Regions from separate parts of the Gossypium hirsutum genome. Here region 1 is linked to region 2. The links are chromatin contacts, called in public Hi-C maps. All regions are on one chromosome and are shown on one strand. The core of a region is the stretch at or near the end of the contact, and the rest is flanking DNA. Distances in the headings are between cores, read along the strand shown. Region 1 overlaps LOC107887273 (2-isopropylmalate synthase 2, chloroplastic). Region 2 overlaps LOC107887276 (fanconi-associated nuclease 1 homolog).

What was found. A called contact is a pair of places that touch in the nucleus more often than the background predicts.
Region 1: a Hi-C map of leaf shows a contact between it and region 2, with 3 times the contacts expected there. The contact joins two enhancer-like sites. A contact is called at or near these places in 7 of 34 Hi-C or Micro-C datasets (callus, leaf, petal and 1 more).

What each region holds. Positions count from the first base shown.
Region 1 is chrA03:51,431,534-51,435,708 of Gossypium_hirsutum_v2.1, forward strand. LOC107887273 (2-isopropylmalate synthase 2, chloroplastic) reads right to left here. Exons shown (of 12, transcript XM_016811463.2): 9 at 4,011-4,094; 10 at 2,322-2,456; 11 at 2,043-2,188; 12 at 1,440-1,948. The coding sequence ends at 1,813. Among protein-coding and RNA genes, the nearest start is that of LOC107887273, 16 kb to the right of the region's middle. Within about 2 kb of position 1,643, at least 1 of the 9 cell types and tissues checked has an H3K27ac peak or open chromatin away from gene starts, as enhancers often do.
Region 2 is chrA03:51,207,166-51,210,990 of Gossypium_hirsutum_v2.1, forward strand. It overlaps LOC107887276 (fanconi-associated nuclease 1 homolog), which reads left to right. Exons shown (of 15, transcript XM_016811465.2): 13 at 71-344; 14 at 610-840; 15 at 1,667-2,309. The coding sequence ends at 2,113. Among protein-coding and RNA genes, the nearest start is that of LOC107887276, 9.2 kb to the left of the region's middle. Within about 2 kb of position 1,821, at least 3 of the 9 cell types and tissues checked have an H3K27ac peak or open chromatin away from gene starts, as enhancers often do.

The DNA.
Region 1 (4,175 bases), core at 393-2,892, 220 kb after region 2:
TATTTTCTCTTAAATTTAATATTAAAATGGAAAGTGGAAAGAGAATCCTTGGACACTAAGTTTGGATTCAACAAGATTTGACTTGCACTCCATACTGAGCATTTTTAACCCTCAAATCCTTCCTGCATAAATGGCGGTATTGATTGATACTTTTATTGTTGCTACTTTAAATCTTATGGATAGCTAAATTTCTTTGTGGTTAATGGTGTATGTTAATTCACCATCAAAAAATTTGTTTTATATGAAGGTACAAATTTTTCCTGCTGAAGATTAGTAGATCTTAATTTCCTTTATACAAAATATAAATAAATTAAAAAAATAAAATAGAATTAATTGTTATGTTACATGATGAAGATATTATCTACTCAAGAAAAGTAAATATATATTTTGAAATTTCACTCTTTTTGTAAATTTTATGTATCTTTTTAAAAAAGAAAAGTACATTTTGTAATTTCAAGAATTTTTATTATTGTATTTTTCTAATTTTTTAAACAAAATTTTGATTTTTTTTCTGAAATTTCTTTTAATTTATTCTTTTTTATTTTTAAATTTATTTTGCCAAAAGAGAATTTTCAAAAAATGGAAATTTTTTATATATTTATATTTTTTTCTAAATCTTTTCTGAAATTCTCTTTATTCTACATCTTCGCTATTTTTTGTATTCTATGTATTTTTAAAAACTAAGTAAATATTCGGGAAATTTTATACAACTTTCCAGATTTTTTTATTTCTTAATTTGCTTTATTTTTTATTTTTTCCCTTTTTAAAATTTATTCTTTCAATTTTTCCAATTCTTTCCCCTCACAGTAATTGATCGCGCTCTCATTTTTTTTGTAACACTATTTACTGTTGGGGTAAAGATGGAATAAAGTGATACATAATGAAAAAATTAAAATACCAAATTGATAAATAAAAATTAAGTAACAAATTAAGTGCAATTGTTTTTTTTAATAAATACTAGCCAGGGTATTTAATTAAATATGAAGCAAAATGAGAGTACCGTAAAAACAAATTGACAGCTGAGCAAAATTAAGTACAACTTTGAAGATAAATAATGCACTAACCATTTTTAGTTTATCATATCGATTTGATAATCTCAATAAAATTGAAAAGAAAAATCTAAACCTTTGTGTTGCTATCAAATGGTATCATGCATTTGTATATTTGACATTTAACTCGATAAAAGATGCAATTACAAACATCCTTTTAACCAAAATTTTAAAAAAAAATTAAAGAGAAAGAAATATTTGGCCATAGATTTTCTATAGTTTTTTAATTTATGGATTGTGTATAAAGGAAAAAAAAAGTAACCACTTTCTATAGTGTATCTGATACATTTTTTAGCATAAAAAAGATGAAAAAAAAATTAAATTGAAACACCCACTGTCAAACTGATCTTTATTCGACACTCACCTGAGTCAAAATAAATACCAAAATTATTTTGAAGAAGAAACGATCTTATTGATTTCTTAATACATTCTACAGAACTCACAAGAAAGAACAAAATCCAACCGTATTGGTTTTTTTCTTTCTAAAACTTAAAAAGTCTCAAACTAACTTATATTCAAAAACCTTTCAAATCATTATCACTACTGCAAGATTAAAATGAATTTGCAGTTACAAAACTGAACTCATGTATGTATGCATGGAGATTGCTGCTCCAACTGTTCGTCTTTTCTTCTCTCTAAAGTAGTGTGTCCGACGCAAATCCAGACATGAGTATAGACGTGGAAAAATCTAAACAGAAATGAACATACCCTTGTTGGATACATAATCATATTCAATACACGTACATGAAACCGAGTAAGTAGCTTAAGAAGAAGCTGGAGTCCTTTCTATGGATGAAGCCTTTGCTGGATATTGTTCTTTGAATCCCAACATCTTATTTAATGCACTGACATAAGCTTTGACACTGGAAACAACGATATCCATTCCTGCCCCAGTTCCACTGTCACCATAGGAGAAATATTTTAATTCACTGAATTTATCGAGCTGGAAATGTTTAAAACGGACATGGAAACAAAAGCAAGAAGATTCAGCACCTAAATGTTCGATGAACGAGTTCACCAGTCAACGCATGAGTAGATAAGTGACTTTTCTCTACACGAATTAGAACGCGGGTTGTGGCTATCGCATCAATTCCTTCCGTAACGGCATTCATTGAGTACTCAAGAAGTGAAACCGATTCCTGTAATTGATGGAAATTGATGAAGCATTGATATTTAAAAAGTAGCCTTAATTATAAGAAAATCCGGAATTCATAGACATTCTTGGTAGCATCCATAAAAAACAAAGAAAAGTACTTATTTCTGGCATCAAACCTTGATAATGAGATCAACAGCTTTATAAGCTGAATCTACAGGTCCAGTTCCAACTGAGCAGGCAACATGCTTTCTCCCATCAGCATCGATGAGTTTAACTGTTGCAGTAGAAAGACCAAGAGTTCCGCAAGTAACCTGCATGTTATGTTGGTCAACAAACAACATAGTTTAAAACACAGTTACGAGGATTGCTGCTACCCGGAGTACTACAATCCACATCATAGATCTGGATCGCAATGTTGCTGGACTCTTGAGTTTTCTTTAGGTACTCATCCAACATTCATGTTTGAACATGGATATGGGAATAAAACCTTCAAAGCTCGTCCAAAAATATGGAAAAACTTAAGAAATATGATCATACCCACGTTGGTCACATAGTGTACTGGATCTCTTTGATAGGCAACTAGGATAGTCAAAACCATGAACCGAATTGATGTGTCAAACAAAAAGACAAGCATGAAGAAAAATAGCAAAAGGAGAGAGAGAAAGTATCTAATGAGGTAAAGGAGATGAAAGGTAATAAATAAATAAATATGGACAGAAACTCACTCTTGCAAACTTCAAAGTTGAGAGAGTAAACAGTGGGGGAGTATCTAATAGGGGAAAGGAGAAATATTCACTCTTGCAAACTTCAAAGTTGGGAGAGGTCATGAATTAACTTCCAAAAGAAAAATTAGCATGGTTTTTTATTTTGACAAATGTGTATAGACACTTTCATCAAGCCTTTTTATTCCATTCATGTAGATAATGCATGTCAAGTTTTGAATAAATTAAAGATATCTAACTATTTGTTTTGGAGTAAAAAAATCAACAGTTAAATATATATTAATAAAGAAAGCATTATAGTTCGATATAATAGAAATATCAAATAGATTCCAAAATTTACATGCATGGCAAATATCATTATATTGATAGATTCAACGGTTGGATTATTAAAAGAAGTAAAAGTGTATATAATTTAAATAATAGTAATCTTAAATAATAGTAATCTTAAAAGGGACGGTATTTTTTAAAAAATAGTTTTCTAAAGAGATTTTTTTTAAAAGAGTGATTTCTTCTTTTTTAAATAAAAATGAGTGGTTAAGACATAAATACTCCTAAAACATATTTATTAACTTATAACAGATGGTTTTCAAGGAAATCCCAATTGAGTTGGTGTCACTAAGTCCAGTGGCACCATGATTAGTTAGGGAATTTTATACAAGTCCAGTGACACCAATACCACTTCAAAGTACAATCTAATGTTGTTCTCTAGTATCTAGAGGTAAAGTACAATCTAATGTTGTTCTCTAGTATTTAGAGGTAAACTTTTATACAGGTAGTAGCACCATTAAGGTAGATGGAACGATGGAAATCCCAGGAAATAGAGGGGAAGCTCTATTCGTTGCCATTCCCATGCACAATATCTTCAATTCAGGGTAACTTGATGACCTCTCAAAGCATGGAGGAGGTATAAAGGGGACACCCCTTTAATGTGAAAGAACGCCAAGAAGTCTATTGTATACATTTAATTATTTATTATTTTATTTACTTTATATATCAAAACAATACAAACAATAATGCTTTATACAGTATTGCAACCCAAAATAATAAGCCAATGAAACATGCCCCCTCCTTGTATCATAAAATGTCTAGGAAGTGCAGCCAATACCACATTCATGTAACTATTGTTTGAAAAGTTCTAGTTACCTGTAGATCGAGAAGCTTCCAAACCACGTCTGGTTGAAAAACTTCATCTGAAACCAATGCTACTAGATCAGCATCAGTGACTCTCTGGAAAAACCAGTAAATAAAATAAGTATAGATCACATTATCCTCAAAAACAAAACATAAATAATGCATTAGTACTTGAGT
Region 2 (3,825 bases), core at 571-3,070:
TAAGAAAAAAGCCACATCCAAGACAAATGTTGGGTTTTTTAAAAATATTTTTATAATTGTCTTGTCTCAGGTACAAGGATGCGATACATTTACTAAGGCGATTGCTTGATTGCTTCACCTGTGATGCAAGAAGGGGATATTGGACCGTAAGATTATCTGTTGATTTGGAGCATATTGGCTGCCCCAATGAGAGTCTTTCAGTCGCTGAGGCTGGATTATTAGATCCTTGGGTTCGTGCCGGTTCAAGAATGGCACTACAAAGGCGAGTTCTTCGCTTGGCAAAACCACCTAGGCGCTGGAAAACTCCAAGTTTTTCAGAATCTCTTAAGAGGAAGATAATAGAGGTACTCACTACTATTTCCTTGTGTTGGTTTTGCTCCTTGAGCTGTGCACTTAAGAAGTTTCGAAGTATGCCTAACCTAGATTCATTTTCCTTGAAATACCCGTGCCGTGTCTGATTCATATATGAACATGGGTATGGGATATGATCCTCCAATGACTCTCGAAATACATGAAAATCTTGGACACATCCATGTTTGGCACTCTCACCAGAGTCCAACTAACATTGTACTTAGCTAATTATATTAGTTTTCATCCTGAGACATACAGGTTCATATTCAAGGGAGACCATTGAACTGTGAAGCTGGTAGAAAAAGCCGGTTCTATGGGGAAGATGGGGAGCAATGTGGAGTAGAACAGTTAGCTCTACAGTATTATGCAACAGAAGGTGGATGGCAGGGTGTCCATACAGAGAGTGGTATATGGATGACTATCTTCGGGCTTCTCATGTGGGATATTTTATTTTCAGATGTACCAAATGTTTTCCGCACCAGATTCCAGGTACAATGCTCAATGTCAGTCATAAAAGAAACACAATATTTTGAATTGCTTTTAAAAGTCGGTGATGCTTTGTAATTCATTACATGCAAGTATGTGTTTCTTCATGCTTACGTATTGATTTGATTGCAATGCCACTTTGAAAATTTTGGTTGTGTTGCTTGGTTCATTCTGAGTACATGATACGACATGACCACCTAAAACATGATAAAGATAAGAATATTTGAATGTTTAAAATTTTATATAACACGATTTATTAACATATCAAAATTTGTATAAATATAAATTACTATGAACATGATTATGAGATGACAAGATATTCAACTAAATGACTTGCCAGTGAATTTAGCTGTTATAAATCGTAACAATCGGAAGGGTGATGAGACAGAATCTGAAACTCGAAACTTTCTCCACCCTTTAAATGATAACATACTAGTATACCATTTATATCCTTCAACATGATTGCTTCGAATACATATATATTTGAAGACAAAAGCCATATTACTCGGATGAGAGAGTTAGGTACAGATGTTTAATTTTCTTTTAAGTAATTTCCATGTACTTGGAAGGTCTTTGGAGAGTCATCCGTATACCCTATCCGAATGTTTTAAAACAGGTACTTAAAAAAATAAAATAAAAGCAGGAGCAATATGGGATTAAAGGGAACTAACAAACATTTGAAAGAGTACATGGCTTTGGCTTAATAACCAATTCAAGTTCTCTGAAAATTTTCTTCACTTTTTTTTTTTTTTGTTTGAAGGGGGTTGGGGGGAAGAATTATGTATTAAATTTGTGAGTTTCTTAGATAAGTAAATATTTCCTTTTGCAGACTGCTCCATTGGATATGGATACTGATCATTTTTATCTGGCAAGAAAGAGCCTTATCGAGCCCCAACTACAAAAAATCCACGATGGTTTGGCTGAAGAGATTCTCAAAACATCATGGGAATTGCATATGGGAACAGCTTGTAGAGGAGTTAATTGGGACCAACACTCCCTTTCCGACCTTCGAGCAGCTGTTTCATGTATCAGAGGTCCTTGTTTGGCCTCTCTATGTAGACATCTCGCTCAGGATTACCGCAGTTGGTTGAGTGGAATGCCTGATTTGTTGCTCTGGCGGTTCCATGGGGACTACAAAGGTGAAGCCAAACTCGTCGAGGTTAAGGGCCCTAGAGATCAACTCTCCGAACAACAAAGAGCATGGCTGCTGCTTCTAATGGATTGTGGATTCAATGCGGAGGTTTGTAAAGTGAGCCCTACAGTATTATCCCCTTGAGGTTAGTTACCCTACTAAAAACCTGTATTACTCGGACGTATTTGAAAGTGTTGTATAGTTATGTATACCATGTGAGTATATTCAATTATTTCAAGTTTTTGTTTTACGTGTATTTGGACTGTCAAATTCTTATATACTTGTATCTAAATATGCAATCGATACATGTAATTAAGTAGCATTGTTAAAATTCGAAGTCTTTCCAGGGAGTCCGATGTTTTTATAATTTCTTCAACAAATGTTAGTATGGAATTTGTTACACCCTGCACTCAAAACAGTGTCGGATCCGAATACGTAAGGTACATTACATTGTTGAAGCAACTCTAATTAAAACTACTTTCATTACCAAGTAAATTAGCATTCAAACAAAATAAATTTTTTACAAATTCAACTATACACAAACATGTTTAACAAATCTCAAATGATATTTTTTAATGCAATTAGGGATTAAGCAAAATTAAGTACCGAATTAAGATTTGAATCCTAATTCTATTTATCAAAATCCAATAGTGATTTGAGACAGATCTCCTTTATTTTATTAATTTAGCTTTATGTGTTTGTCTTGAGATACAAAAAACTCTTTATCTTGAGACTTGAGTCATATTATCTCGAGATTTGTTTGTTTAGTCTCAAGACCGAAATTTGCGAGATGCACCAAATAATCAATTATGTACTTGAGGTTTTGATACATGTTCTTAATTTTTTAAGACATTATTATAGAAATGCCTAAAATAAGCATTGTAAAGCACAAACACCAATCATTTCACACCTAATTTAGGCAAACATTAATCCAATATCAATTGCACAGATTTAAATAACCAAAACATAATCAACATTCTAACAACCTAGCAATCAATACACCTCAACCATACAAACCTAAATAAAGGATTTAACCATTAAGTTCATACAACTCAATCACTTCTCAACCATTAAAATTCAACTCAAGAAATATTATAAGTCCATTATAGCAAAAACATACCAAATTCATATTAGACCATAATACTCGACATAGGTAGATGCCATTAACTACACATACAAATAAATAACAGTACAAGTATGGTCCAAGTTGAGTTGACCTATTACCTCTGAATACTTTTAAGACTTCAATCTACTAAAAATCTATGGTGCTAACATAACTTGAATTCAATATATAATCAATGATATGAAAAATAAGAAATTTATATATGTATACATACAACATTATACCAATTAGTCATATCTTAACATCAATGACATTAATCCCGATAATAAGGCACCCTCAGGGTATTAAAATCTTGTTAAACTTACCTCAAATCAATCTCAATATTCATTTTATAATACAATTGAATATCATATATATATATCATGATCATTTTATTAGTTTAGCCCTTTTAACTGACTTGGATTTGAGGATGATACACAAACCAGTCCATCGACACACTAATATATGAACTGATGTGCTAATCGAACATAAATGCATCGATCCCATAAACTACATCAGAATACGCTCGTACCCTTAAGGAATTGAGCTAGTGATATGTTCTCGACCCTCAAGGAATTAGAGAACTATTGCAATATAACACATTAAGCGTTGGATCAAATATAACATGCATTAAGTGTTGGATCTCCCACTTATCAAACAGACCTTATAGCATACCAATTATACTCGTAACTCTATTCGGCACTATTAATTAAGCATTATTATTTATTAAAAATTTATCAAAACACATTATAAT